Linked DNA regions of Oryctolagus cuniculus: regions 2 and 3 are each linked to region 1. The links are chromatin contacts, called in public Hi-C and Micro-C maps. All regions are on one chromosome and are shown on one strand. Each heading gives the region's core, a stretch centred on a gene start, on an enhancer-like site or on the middle of the called end of the contact. The rest is flanking DNA. Distances are from core to core; before and after follow the strand shown.

What was found. A called contact is a pair of places that touch in the nucleus more often than the background predicts.
Region 2: a Micro-C map of ear pinna shows a contact between it and region 1, with 3 times the contacts expected there. The contact joins the enhancer-like site here to the promoter of VSIR in region 1. A contact is called at or near these places in 4 of 6 Hi-C or Micro-C datasets (ear pinna, psoas muscle, skin fibroblasts and 1 more).
Region 3: a contact with region 1 is called in a Hi-C map of an unstated tissue, with 2.4 times the contacts expected there. The contact joins the enhancer-like site here to the promoter of VSIR in region 1. A contact is called at or near these places in 2 of 6 Hi-C or Micro-C datasets (psoas muscle and an unstated tissue).

What each region holds. Positions count from the first base shown.
Region 1 is chr15:63,013,803-63,018,455 of mOryCun1.1, reverse strand. VSIR (V-set immunoregulatory receptor) reads left to right here and starts at 2,254. Exons shown (of 7, transcript XM_070057799.1): 1 at 2,254-2,649. The coding sequence starts at 2,568. The region is part of intron 36 of CDH23 (cadherin related 23); the gene reads right to left.
Region 2 is chr15:62,958,710-62,963,362 of mOryCun1.1, reverse strand. CDH23 (cadherin related 23) reads right to left here. Exons shown (of 68, transcript XM_051823796.2): 24 at 3,097-3,316; 25 at 1,668-1,820. Among named protein-coding and RNA genes, the nearest start is that of C15H10orf105, 13 kb to the left of the region's middle. Within about 2 kb of position 2,477, at least 2 of the 8 cell types and tissues checked have an H3K27ac peak or open chromatin away from gene starts, as enhancers often do. A contact at or near this core is called in ear pinna, where this site is marked.
Region 3 is chr15:63,050,053-63,054,705 of mOryCun1.1, reverse strand. CDH23 (cadherin related 23) reads right to left here. Exons shown (of 68, transcript XM_051823796.2): 59 at 4,300-4,556; 60 at 3,384-3,481; 61 at 2,919-3,039; 62 at 2,493-2,572; 63 at 2,369-2,409; 64 at 2,218-2,278; 65 at 1,755-1,884; 66 at 1,545-1,667; 67 at 1,318-1,422; 68 at 1-813. The coding sequence ends at 487. Among named protein-coding and RNA genes, the nearest start is that of PSAP, 29 kb to the left of the region's middle. Within about 2 kb of position 2,690, at least 1 of the 8 cell types and tissues checked has an H3K27ac peak or open chromatin away from gene starts, as enhancers often do.

The DNA of each region.
Region 1 (4,653 bases), core at 1,005-3,504:
GGTAAAACCGCAGGTGCCTTTACCGGCATCCCATATGGGTGCCAGTTTGAGTGCCGACTGTTCCACGTCCGATCCAGCTCTTTGCTAAAGTTCCTGGGAAAGCAGTGGATGATGACCCAAGTGCTTAGGCCCCTACAGCCGCGGAGGAGACCTGAACGGAGTCCCAGGCTCCTGGCTTCCACTTGGCCCAGCCCTGGCTGTTACGGTCATTTGGGGGAGTGAGTCACCAGATGGAAGCTCTGTGTGTGTGTGTGTGTGTGTGTGTGTAACTCTGCCCTTCAATTAAATAAATAAATGTTAAAAAAAAAAAAAACACCAAGGGCTGCATGAGGGAAGATGTGTTACGTTAACCCTTCTCCAGTGTTTCCACCAGAGTGGAGGGGAAGTGGCACCGAGACCGGGGCACAGCCTGAACTGCGCGTCTCAGGCGTGAGCTACGTAGGGATCTGGCCTCCTTCTTCAAGGTGTCCTCCTGTGTGATTTCATGACAGACAGCTGCAAGGCCCTAACCATGTGAGCAGATGGCTGCCCAGGAAGGCCACCTGGTGTCCCCCGTGGTTCTGCACAGTCCTGGGTGCAGTGACGAGGCCCATGCACGAAGGAGGAGCCCAGCGCTGGGTCCTCCTGGGCTCCCCCGCCTGCCAGCAGGTTCAGAGCTGCCCTGCTGGGAAGGGGTGGAGGTGGTGGCATTTCCCACCTGCAGACTTGCCTCCCCTACTCCCTGGAAGTGGGTCTGAGCGTTCGCGGGCTGCGGGGCTGCCAGGGGTGCTTCTAACGGAGTCGCCACTCGCAGGCGCTCCTGCCCTGCACCCAGACCGGCCCCGCTGTCTCCTGTGGCCCCTGCAGTGAGGAGGAAGTGAGAGGCTGCGAGGCCCTGAGCACGGCCCTTCCCTCCCTGCCTTGGTGATGAGGAAATCGCTGGAGGTTTCAGGACCGTGCCCACACCTTGGGCAATGCCTCTCCTCACTGTGGTGCAAGCCCAGGAGCCTTCGCGGTGGGGAGGAAGGAAGTCAAAGGGATGGGGGAGGTGCCCTGGGGGTTCACCCTGGAGTGACCCCAGGTGGAATGAGCCCAGCGCTCCCTGATCTCACCCCACTTCGGACCTTCCCTGGGTGATCAGCGTGCCCTCTGCCAGGTGGGGTCCCGAGGCCAGGATGGTGACCCAGGACCTGGCTTGTGTGCTGGCAGCCTCCGGGTGCCCAGCCCAGGGGGGCTCCCCGGCTCCAGGGCCACTAGGCCTGCACAAAGTCGCCAGGTGACAACACGAATGCCTACCTGTCCTGTGTGGTGGCCTTCCCTGCCCCAGGAGCCCCCAGGGATCAGGGCCCCCCAGAATTCTGCCTCCCATTCAGTCCCACGCCCCTGGCTCCTCACCCCACTGGCCTCTGGTTGTGCTCTGCTCCTCAGCCAGGGGTCACCCATGAGCTCAAGGTCCCCAAGGAGCCTGGGAACTTCAGCCAGGCTGGAGTCACCAAGTCCAGCACTGGTGTCCTTGCTGTCCCTGGACCCTGCGCCCGGCCACAGTCATCTCCGCCCCTTCAGTCAGTCACGTAGTCAATGCTTACTCACAGCTTTGTCCATCCTGATAAGAAGGCAATAAATACCTTCTCCACGCCACACACACCTGGGAGAGGCTGGCTGTGGTTCCCATCCGGGCGGAGGAGCCCCCGGCGAAAACCAGCAGCCGGCTGGTCCCCAGGCCTGGGGTGGTGGCAGGAGAAGGAGGCCTGGACAGGGCCTTGGGGAGCATCAGGGACTTTGTGCAAGGGAAGGATTCCAGCTGCACCACCATGGATGACAACTTGGAGAAGAGAGAGGAGACCCTGGGGCTGGGGGTGGGGTGGGAGGAGTTAGTGCAACAGCCGAGGTGTTAGAAGGGAGAGAGCCTTGGAAATCCAGGGCTGGTGCTGAGCCCGCGGCGGACCTGGGCTGGGAGCCTGGGGGCCACACCACAGAGGCTGCACACGCACCTGTGTGGGCCCCAGGGGGATGTGCCCAGCCGCTGTGTGCTCCCGCACCTGGCCCTCAGCGTGTGGGTGCGTGTGGGAAGCGAGTCTTGGCCTCCACATCTGTAGTCCAGCAGCTCCACCTTGCTTCTCTCAGCCTCAGAATTCACTCCTGCCTTCACCCATTCCACACCTGGGCGTGATTACCACAAACGAGGCCCCGGGCTGGCTGGAAGCTGTAGCAGCCAAGTGCCGGCCCCCAAACAAACCGGTAACTCTGCTTCTTGGGTGTGCAACTTCGTGATCCTCCACAAAGAAGGCCTGGGTGAGAGGAGCTAGGGCTCCTTTCCGGGACCTTGGGGGACACCTGCGGGCTCCCCTGCTCAGCGGCCGGCGGGAAGTCCCTCCCGCAGCACCGGCCGCGGCCCCTCGGGGGCGCTGCGGAGCCCGGGAGCGGCCAGGCCCCGGCCGCCCGCCGCGCTCACTCGCTCCGCGGGCTCGCTCGCGGGAGGTTCTCCGGGCAGCCGCGTCCCGCCGCTCCCCGCGTAGCCGGAGTCTCCCGCGCGCCTGCCGCTCCACTCTGGTCCCGCCGCGCCACACGACGCCCCGCCCGACGGCGACATGGGCGTCCCCCGGGTCGCGGTCGCCTGCGGCCGGCGCTGGGGCCCCGTGCTCTTTGCTGTCTTCCTGGCTGCGTCCCGAGGTAAGGTCGGCGCGGGGGAAGAGCCCAGCAGGCAGGGTGGGGAACACTGGTGGCTGGGAGGCCCTGAGAGTCCCCCGCTCCCCGCCTGCTGTGGACCCCACCCGCATACTGAAAGCTGCTGGCATGGCAGGGCAGGGTGCAGCTGGGCCGAGGGCAGGGGGCAGCACGCACACCTGTACACCCTGACAGCTGCCCGAGCCACAGGCAGGCCGTCCCTGGTGCCTGCCTGTCCAACCCTCCATGCCCAGGTGCCCCATGCTCAGCAGCTCTGCAGGGCACGGGGTGGGCCGGGGTGGGGCAGCCCCTGTGGGCTCCTGCAGGTGGTAACAGCTCTAGGCAGCTGGGCGACTCCCTGCCCCCTGACTTGGGGCAGCTTCTGGCTGAGCCTTGGTGGGCCCTGCTCCACTCCTGCCATGCATGGTGCTGCCCACCTGGTCACTACTCTGAGTGACAGATCAGCAAGGCCAGCGTGAGGCATGGGTGGGGGAGGAAGGGGTGATGTAGGACAGTCTCCCAACTCAGCCGCGAGTCCCTCTGGATCCCTGGATGATTTAGGGCCTCTCTCTGGCCTCAGCTTCCTCAGCTGAAGCCCCATGCAAGAAGTGCCAGTTTGCTCTCGCACAGTCCACCCTGTCATAGCTCCAGATGGCCTCCTGTCCAGGGCCAGGGCTCCTGGGGGCAGAGGCCCTGGTACCCACAGCCTGGCCCCTGGGTCTTGCATGCCTAGAGCTGAAGAGTCTCTGCATGTCGAGGGGAAACAGAGCCAGCAGGCAGCCTGTGGACCTGAAGATAGTCGGGAGGGCCCAGGGAAAGTGTGAGGCAAGCGGAGAGTTTGGCAGAGCGAGCCGATGGGCAGGTCGGAGGGGGAGGAAGTGGACAGGGCTTGGAAGGTATCTCAGAAACCAGCCAGGTGCCGGCTGGCAGGCTGGGTGTCTGCTAGGGAGGACGGCTGCCCACACCCTGGCTGGGACGATGGAGCAGGGGATGAGGGCAGGCAGGAAGGCCAGCACTGCACCCCCCCAAGGGCCACCTGCCCTGCGCGGTCTTCCCCAGGAGACCCCGTGAGGCTCTTCCTGTTGGCTTGGCCCTTCCCTGACCTCGCTGGGCTGGGCTGCACTTTGTTCAGCAAACTCAGCTGGAGAAACTGAGTTCCAGATACCCAGGGCCCAGGGGCCCGGCTCACAGAACATCCAGGGGCAGGGCGGCCCCGTGAGGGGCTCAGAACCCCTCACCTCCATCACCTGTGTAGCCAGGACCCGTCACTGCCAGCTCCTTGGCCACTCAAACTACTTGGTGCCCCCAAAGGGCCAGCTCTTCCTGGACCTCACTCAGGGGGTAATGAGGGCTCTGTGTGGCTTTCCACTAAAGGGAGTTAGCAGAACGCTAACTCTGCACTCAGTATTCCTAACTGGGTTGCAGGTGCACGCACACATATTCAGTACACTCCTCACTGCAGCCCGCAACACAGGAGGTCGCGCTGGGAGGCCTTGCAGTGAGTGGGGGAGAACACTCCCCAGCCTGCTGAGGCGCAGGGCTGTCCTGGGCAGGACTTCTCAAGGTCAAAGCCTTTTAGACAGGGGAAGGCAGGAGGGAGTAGCTGGAACAGACCCCTTCTCCAGCTCATGGGCTGGGCTGGGCTGGCACCAAAGACCAAGTGTGAGGCGAGCAAGAAGGGCTCATCAGAGAGGCCCCTCTCCTGGGCCTGGCGCAGGCTGAGATGGGTGGAGGGGCCAAGACCTTGAAGATCCCAAGGGGGTGGACCTCGTCATCCCCACCAGCTTTCCCAGCACCTGTGCACATCCCTATCCTCGCCCTGTGCTCACAGGCTGACTCGGGAGCCCAGAATGCCAGCACTAGCACAGCCAAGTTCATGGGTGCAGTGGGGCTGGGTGGGTGGGGGGGTCTCTTCTTCCCCTTCTTGATAGACGGGGCCGCGGGCCCTTGTGGAGTAACTCAGTGCTGCAAGTCTCTGACGCGGCAGCGGTCAGCTCTTGGGAAATCCAT
Region 2 (4,653 bases), core at 1,228-3,727, 55 kb after region 1:
GGTCCTTGAGTGAGGGTGTGTGCTGGCTTGGGCTATGGTCTCTGTGCTGGTTCCGGCCCCGTGCCCTCCACCACTCTGCACCTGCCTGCCCCGCAGCGGCGTCCGAGAAGTTAACCTGCACTGGGGTTCTACGTGTGCTGAGGACCGCGGGTGCCCGAGTATCTTCTCGGCAGTGCGGCAGGGATGGGCTGGAGCACAGCTCTGAGACCCCCCCCGGGGGGGTACTTATGGCGGCCACACACAGAGTGAAGAGTAGAGGCAGCTGCCCAGAGCCAGGTGCCCCTGAGTCCCCTGACTTCTGGGCTCCTTGGGAAACATGAGAGCCTCCTGTCCTGCGTGCACAGAACAGCGTGGGAGACCCCTCCCCTGCCAGCTGGCGGGCAGTGCAGAGATGCCAGCAGCAGAGGGCGCCTCTGCGCTAGGTTTGCAGCGAACCGGGCTCAGGACTCTGCTCTGCTCCCAGCACAATGCACAAGAACGGAAAATCGGGGAGGGGCTCTCAGCAGGTCTCAGGAACCCACCTCCCTACGTGCTGGGAGGGCTCCCTTGTCCTTACTGCTTTGCCCCCGGGGAGACCCCTCGGCTCCTGAACTCCAGAGCTCCCTAGTTCTGAAGTCCCCTCTGCAGCGGCCATGGGAGGAACTACAATGCCTTGAGTGTGGCAGCTGAACCACGTAGTGTGCGAGGAGTCTCCATGCTGCTTGTCCTGGGGTAGTCTCAGGGACCAGACCAGGAGAGATAGGGAGGGAAGGGATCTGAGAAGGAGGGGCCGAGTGCTGGGAAGACACTTTGGTTGCAGCGAGCAGAAACAGGTGTGAACAGGTGCACACATCCTCATACAACATGTGAGCAAGGTGGCTGCAGGTGGATCATGGACAGAGAGAAGACTGAACTGGGCAAATGGCCGAGAGTGTGGGAGAACCTTTCCCGCCTCCCCTGTGTCCTGGTGCCTGTCTGTTGTGTCAGGTCCTGATACTGAGCACTGGTTCTCGTCCAGGAATGCCAGGCACACGGCATGCACACCACCACTTACCAATCCTACCACTGCGCAGACATCACCAATCGATTATGCTCATTTTCCCCTGTTGGGCCAGGCCACCGCCCTACAATCTTCCTCCACTGCCCTACAATCTTCCTCCATGGCTCTACAGGTGGAAGCTACGGGACATCTGGAGCTAAACCCATTCATTTAGGGAGAGCTAAACCATCAGCCTCTAAACCGGTGGGGACTCTCTTCATGAGCAAAGGGTCTCCCAGGGAAGGCCACGGCCACATTCCCCACATTCCTGCAGTCAGTGCTTCCCCGCCCTCACTGCAGGTGGGCTGGAAACCTCATCAGCCTCTCCGCCTGCAACAGCTTCAGGAGGTCCCTAGGGGGCCAGGCCAGAGAGACCTAGCTGCAAACATGGGGGAAGCCGAGCGCAAATCCTCAGGGTGCCACACGCAGGGGCTGGAGCACGAGGTGGGGGCTGCAGCCTCCCTCCCACCCTCACATCTGGGAGGGGCAGGCCAGGGTGAGCGGGGGCAGGGCCGCGGGAGGAGGGGCTCGCTGGGATGAGCGGGGGGGGGGGGGGGGGGGCGGGGGCGGGGCCGCGGGAGGAGGGGCTCGCTGGGATGAGCGGGGGGGGGGGAGCGGGGGCGGGGCCGCGGGAGGGGCGGGGCCGTACCCGTGATGAAGTAGCTGAGCTCAGCGTTGAGGCCAATGTCGTTGTCCGTGCAGTTCAGCCAGACCACCCGGAACTCGCGCGGCACGTCCTCTGACACCGACACGTTGTACACGGCCGGGAAGAAGGTGGGCGTCTCATCGTTTACGTCCAGCACTGCGGGCGGAAGCAGGTGGGGGAGGTGAGCCCGGCTTCCACTCGGGACGAGCAGGAAAGAACTCGCAGGGGAGTCACAGGCTGCAGGTGGCATCTGTGTCAACACCTGGTCCTGAGCCTGGGACCCGCATGCCTGCTGGGGCCAGGACCAAGCTGGCCAGAGGGACACGGCCTCCCGTGGTCATCGGGAGGTGAGAACGTAGGGCCTGGTGACAACGGCGACAGCGGCTCTTCCCGCCCTTCCCACCTGCCAAACCCACGCCAAGTGCTTCCCATGCGGGGCCGCAGTACCCTTCCTGGGGCCCTCACAGGACAGGCACCACCAGGTGCACTGTGCAGACGGGTAGGCGGACGCTCAGGGCCGCTGAGTGACTTGTCCCGGGTCACACGGCCAGACAGTGGAGCGGCTGGGGTCGTTGGGGGGGGTCATGCCCAGGTGCATGTTGGGGTCACACAGAAGGGGACTGACTTTGGGGGTCTGTCTCCCCACAAGGCTAATGCCTTTTAGAGACGTGGTTTCCATGGCACGGCTGCTGCTGAGTCTTGGACAAAGGTCCCGCGACCAGGGTCCTCTCTGCCAGGCTGGGCACGCTCCCTGCCAGTCACCGGTGAAAACCTGGGTCCTCACACTGCCCCCGGGACCCGCGGCAGCCTTGGAGAGCAGGAGAGGGAATGTCCGGCCGGCTCTCTCTGCTCCTCGGGGTCTCGGCTCTCCACTGAGCAGGGCCAGCGTTGGTGCCCGTGTGAGCGGGGAACACTCCCAGGCCCCCGCCTGCACGCCTAGAGCGCAGGCCACGTCTTGCCTGCTAAGCTCGCGCTAATTTCCTCCGTGGTTACTCCTGGCCGTTGGGCAATAGCTCACGTCAGCGTCTTCATTAAAGACACATCCGGAGCGGATGAGACCCAGGGCCAAGAGGACTCTGGGAATTGCAGCTGCCCTCCCGCTGGGCGGGGCTTGCAGTGGAGTCCCGCCCTTCACCCCCACAGGAGGTGGGGCCTCCCAGGAAAATCCCCGCCTTCCGGAGAGGACAAAGGGCACCACCATCTCCCCTGGCTGCTCCACCACCCGTTCTGCTGTTGCTGGTGTCAGGGGCCGGGAGCTTGGCAGTGGTCCCAGTCACTGCCCTCGGGTCCTGGAGGCCGGGTCAGGACCAGGCTCTGCTGTGGGGAGGGGACCAGTGGAGGAGGGGGTCCCCTTAGCGCATGCGTCTGTGCCCACATGACTGCGGGCTCCCCACTCGGCCTGGTGCCGCCCTGGGCAGCCCTGCCGTCTCACCGCGGATGGTGAGCGTGCTGGTGGAGCTCTTGGTGGGCGTGCCCGCGTCGCTGGCCACCACCCGCAGCTGGTACTCGGCGACGCGCTCGCGGTCCAGCTCAGCCGTGGTCACCACCACGCCGCTGCTGCTGTTGAGGAGGAAGTCCAGGCGGGGCATGCCCACCTGCATGCGGTAGGACACCAGCCCGTTCAGGCCCTCGTCCAGGTCGATGGCCACCACCTGAGGGGCAGGAGAGCTGCGTGAGGGGTGACCACACCAGGACTGCCAGGAAGTGCCCCTCCTCCCGGCTGACCCAGCTTGGCTGCAGCCCACACACCTGCCCCTCTGAGCCCCGGCTGGCCACTCCCCCCCCCCCGCCCCCGCCGCCATGTACCCTCCCAGATGCCCCCTAGGGGGCAGCGTGTCAGCGTCCAGCGCCCTCTGGTTCAGATGCAGTGAGCGAGGCTGGGGTTGGCGTGGGAAAGGACCTTTCTGGAACAGAGCCCAGGCCCCCACGGCTTTCTGCCTTTAACCCTGCTCTTTCTCTCAGGGGGCCCTCCAGGATTTATTCCCGCAAGCTCGGGGCCTCCACGCTGTCCAGCTGCCCTGGTCCTCCAGCCCTTGTACAGGTGTATGGAGCACTTCTCACAGCTTCCAGATCCTTCCATTACCTGGAGCTCAACTACGTGATTGCACAGTCAATAGGCTTCCTCTCCTTTGTTCTGATTTGTAAGATAGTGTAAACAGAAAAGTATCAAGGAGGATTTTTGGGGCCGGCGCTGTGGTGTAGCAGGTAAAGCCACCACTTGCAGTGCTGGCATCCCATATGGGTACTGGTTCCAGTCCTGGCTGTTCCACTTCCTATCCAGCTCCCTGCTAATAGCCTGGGAAAGCAGTAGAAGATGGCCCAAGTCCTTGGGCCTCTGCACCTGCGTGGGAGACCTGGAGGAAGCTCCTGGCTCCTGGCTTCAGATCAGCCCAGCTCTGGCCGTTGCAGCAATTGGGGAATGAACCAGTGGATGGAAGACACCTCTCTCTCTCTTTCTCTGCCTCTCCTTCTCTCTTTGTGTAACTCTGATTTTCAAATAAATATATAAATCTTTAAAAAATAATGAAAAAATAATTAAAAGCCACTGCCTGTGATGCCGCCATCCCACGTCAGAGTGTCAGTTCCAGTTCTGCTCCCTGCTTATGTGCCTGGGAAGGCAGAGGGCGATGATCCAAGTGTTTGGGCCCCTGCCACCATGTGGGAGACCTAGAGGAAGCTCCTGGATCCTGGCTTTGGATCAGCCCAGCTCCAGCCATTGTGGCCATTTAGGGAGTGAACCAGTGGATGGAAGACTTGTCTGTCTGTCTGTCTGTCTCTCTCTCTGCCTCTCTGTAACTGCTGTTCAAATAAATAAAGAAATAAATAAATGAATAAATCTTTTTTTTTTTAAAAGCCACTGCATGTGATACCGCCGTCCCATGTTAGGGTGCCAGTTCCAGTTCTGGCTGCTCTGCTTCTGATCCTGCTCCCTGCTAATGTGCCTGGGAAAGCAGAGGAAGATGGCCCAAGTGTTTGGGCTCCTGTCACC
Region 3 (4,653 bases), core at 1,441-3,940, 36 kb before region 1:
CTTTTCTTTTTAAATGGACCATTCCAGAAACTCTCAATGCGTGCCAATTGAACAAAAGTGGGAGAGTACTGAGAATAACTTAAAGGAATACACACAGACACTCCACGTTCCAGACGCGAGGGAGCAGCAGTCTTCTCTCCGTAAGCTGGGCGGAGGGGGCAGCCGGGACACGGGGAGGAGGCTCTGTCGGCGACACTGATCACCTCCGCGGGGCTTGGGTGGAGTACAGGTGTAGGCCAGCAGGGGGCGCCAGCTTCCCTTGTCTCCCATGTGCAGTGCATGAGGTCCGGCTTGGCCCTTGGCCTCCCACGTCCCCACTGTACCTCGTCCTTAGATGCGTAGCATTTTTGTTTGGTTTTCTTAAAAAAATAACATTTACTGAAGGTAGGTCAGATGACTGAGCGCCTGGCAGGAGTAACTCGGAGCAGCTGATGGGGGCCACCAGGGCCAACCGGTCCTCGTCCAGCGCCCACCGGCCTGGCCTGGTCATAGCTCTGTGATCTCCAGCGGGCTCTCCATGATGACGTCGCGGAGCTTGTGGAGGGGCGTGGATTTGGCGGACTCGGTGCGGGCGTTGCGCTCGAAGGCCGCGGCCTCGGAGGCTGCGAGCGTCTCCAGGGAGCGGCCCAGGCCCTTCTGGTCGTCCTCGGGCAGGCTGCTGAGGTCGGTGGCCAGCAGTGTGCCGGTGCTGCCATGCACCACGTGGATCCCGTCGGGCCCCTTGAGCTCCATGGGCGGCTTGTGGCGGAAGCGCAGGCTTCCCTGGCCTGGGCTGCGGTCCCCCAGCTCCTCCTCCAGCTCGCTCTGGATCAGCTGCAAGAGGCCAGGAACCCCCCCAGCAAGGTGCTCAGGGCCCCACCCCCAGGGCTGGCAGGTGCATGGCCCGGAGTGGACCTGGGTGCAGAGGGACGCGTAGGGCGCTTTGTAAGTGCATGCACGCCGGTCTGCAGTGCAGTGTCCGGCTCTGTCACCGCGTTGGCCTCGTGTAGGGCCAACTGTGGCAAGTGTCCCCTGGGGAATTTGGAAAGGGGGAAGCACACTGAGTCTTCGAGGACCACTCCCGGTGGGAATGTGCGCCCAGCTAGGAGGCCTTAGTGTAGCTCAAATACATGATCCCTTCATGCAGACAGGGTGGCCTCTCTCACCCCGAGGGCCAGTTAACCCACCCCCAGTCCTGTGAACGCTACCCCACCTACTCCCTGCACCCCGCCCCACAGCGATCCTTGGCTCTGGCTGCAGAGGGGCCGAGAAAGGTAGCAGGAGAGTGAGCACCCCCAGCAGCGGGGCACAGCACACAGCGCCGGGCCGCCCGGCTACCTCGGACAGGGAGGAGTGGCAGGAGGAGGCTTTTTGCACCATCCGCTGTGCAAAGAGCTTTTTGAGCCGCAGGTAATCCTCCAGGACCACTTTCAGCAGCGAGCCCTGGGAGAGGGAGAGGGTTAACCCTCCCCTCCGAGGCCATCGCCCTCCTGCGTTAGGAAGGCCCTGGCCTCACAGGGCCCAGGAGGGATTGCTCCAGGCACCCTGGTGTGGGGCGGGCTTACCTGGATGGGCCCCTCCCGGATGATCTGGCCCAGCTTGGCAATGTTGTCGTATTCCTGGATGGCCGCCCGCAGGTACCGGTCATCGGCAGGCTTGACGGCTGTTGGCTCTCGCCCGAAGGTTCCCTGGGGACAGGGAGCATGGGCTGGAGCTCAGGTAAATGTCACACACAGGGCCGGGACCAGCCCCTAGGGAGGGCTCCTGGAGCTCACGTGTGTGCGGGTGGGGCTGCTCCACAGGTCGGCCATCTCGCTCAGGTTCTCGGGGAGGTCATCCTCGTGCTCAGCCTGGGCCGCCAGCTCCAGGTTCCGGCAGAAGGGGTCCAGCCACACGGGGTTGGCTCTGCAGGTGGGGAGAAGGAGGGGCAGAATCCCTTCCTGCTTCCCTGGCCAACTGCAGAGCCTTCCTGAGGTTCGGGCCGTGGGAAGGAGGCCTCCGGCAGCGGCAGCTGCGGCTGTGTTCTCCCCACCTGGGATCCTGCTAGAACGAGCAGGATCGGCCCTCTGGTGCAGCAGTGGGCCTGGTGCTCCAGTTCTGTGCCCTTGGAACTTGGGCACTGTCAGTGGTGGAGTGAGGGGGTGGTCAGCCCACCAGGGGGTGCTCACATCCCAGGTTCCAGCCAGTCCATGGCATCTCTGCCAATTGGATCCTGGGCAGTGTGAGGGCCCCACTCACCCGTCAAAGGAGTACTTGTTGGTGTTGGGCATGTCCATGATGTCGATGAAGCCGCGATTTCCTGCAGGGACAAGCGTGGGGTGTGGAGGGGAGGGATGCAGCCAGCAGGGGCTGGGGGAGCCTGAGCCGGTCCCTCGGCCATAGCTCTCACCTGCTGAGCCAGCCACGATGGCCTTGAGTTTCCTCTTGTGTCTGGGGAGAAGCAGAGACATGCTGCTGAGGGGGGCCGGGCTCCCCTGCCCACTCCGTGGCTGTCCGGGGTCAGGGGCACTCACACTGTCCGGTAGTACCAGTTCATGAGGATGAAGAGCATGGCCGCCAGGAAGAGGAGGATGGCCAGGACGATGATCGCCATCTGCGGGGACAGCGGGCCTGAGCTGAGTGCAGGATGCCGGGGGCCGGGGAGGGCAGGGCCCGGGGTATTGAGGACAGCAGGCCGGGGCTGAGCCCAGGATGCCGGGGCCAGGGGCCAGGGGCCAGGGAGAGCGGGGCCCGGGGTAGGGAGGACAGCAGGCTGGGGCTGAGCCCGGGATGCCGGGGGCCGGGGAGAGCGGGGCCCGGGGTAGCGGGGACAGCAGGCTGGGGCTGAGCACGGGGTGCCGGGGGCCGGGGAGGGTGGCGCCCAGGGTAGTGGGGACAGCAGGCAGGGCTGAGCGCGGGACGCCAGGGCTGGGGGCCAGTGAGGGCGGCGCCCGGGGTACCTGCAGCGCCGACATGTCGTCGGGCAGCCGCACGGAGATGGCTGGCTGCACGTCCAGCACGTTGTAGTTGCGGAAGAGGTTGCGCAGCTGCTCCTTGTTCTCGTCGATCATCTGGATCACCCTGGGTGCGGGGCAGGGGCCTCAGCTCCCGCCCTCAGCCTGCCCCCGGGGTGGTCCTGCCCCTCTCCTGCCTCAGGCCTCCAGTGCACCCAGAAGCCCTGCCCAGTTCAGACCCACCCGGCTCTGACTTCTTTTATAGGGTCCACGCGGCTCCACCTGGGACCTTGATTCATCCTCACAGGAGGAGGAACGCTCCCATTTTACGGACGGGGAGAGTAAGGCTCAGGGGCATCCCCAAGCCGTGTCCTCTCTCCTGGCCTTGCCCCCTTTGGTGGGGGGCAGAGTAGGCCCTCGTGCCTCCCGGGAAGGGAGGTGGAGAGGTCCCGGCCCAGGCCCCCTACCCACCGGTCCACGCCCAGGATGCGGTTCGTGTCGCGGTTCACCACGTGGATGAGCAGCTCTGTCTGTGCGAAGTTCACCCGGCCCTTCTTGTCCACGTGGAACTAGGCGAGAAGGGGCGTGGGGGGTGGTCACCACAGCAGGGCCCAGGGCGGTGCGGGGCAGTGTGGGGAGCAACTGAGAGCAACTCGGACTAGACTAAGTTACTGGAATTAAGACTTATTCTATGCATCTGCTCTCCCACAATATGGCGCTGGGAGAGGAGGAAACAGCTTCTACACAGCTGCCTCCAGTTCAACCAATAAACAGCAGGACCTGCTCCTGATTGGAGGAGAGCAGCGTACTCGGCGTGTGGGTAGCAGAGTTGGGATTGGTGGAAGAGGACTATAAAGGAGGAGAGAGACAACATGCACCAGGAACACCTGAGGAACATCTGAGCAGCCCCCGAGAGAGCCGGCCGGCAGTGTGCCGCTCCCCCGCGGAAGTGGGGAAAGTGGCAGGGGGAACCGCCCTTCCATGGAGGTGGAAGGGTCGGTAGCCAACCCGGGAAGAACCAGCAGCAAACCAGGGGAGGGCCGAGCAGACAAAAGAACAGCGCAGGGTCCTGTGTCGTTCCTCCGCGAAGAGGGGGAGCGACAGGCAGCTCTCTGCCAGGAGCGCCTCCTACCCACCTCCCAGCCACAGACCCATCACTGCCGATGCCTGCTGCCGTGTGCCGCATAGCTCCACCTCTGCTGGTCCTGGTACTGATTGTTAATCCCATTTTGTGGAGACACAGGAGGCCCAGAGGCCTGGGAGAACCTCCTCACAGCCTCGCTGCTAGGAAGTGACCCCACTTCTCAGGCCCCTGACCTGTCGGCCATGCCCTGTCCCTCCCTAGGGCCTGGCCTCTGCCCCGGGTGGGGGTGGGGAGCAGGGGCACCTGCACGTCGTCAGTGTTGACGATGGCGCCCGTGATGTTGGACAGCAGGCGGATGAACTCCTCCTCGAAGCTGCGCACGCGGTCCGGGATCTCGTTAATGACGATCTTGACGCGCTGCTCATCCCGCAGGATGTAGATGCCGATGACGGCCGTGTCGTTGTGGCCCGCCAGGTCCCGGGCCACGATGTCCACCATGAAGTAGCCAGGGCTGTAGGCCATGAAGAGGTCGAAGGTGCGAAGGATGCCGTCTACACTCCCTGCGGAAGAGCCCAGGGCGGGGCACAGCTGAGGGACAGCCCAGGGATGTTTAGGGGGAGGCGGCACACGCGCCCCAGGGTCTGGCGGGGAGCAGGT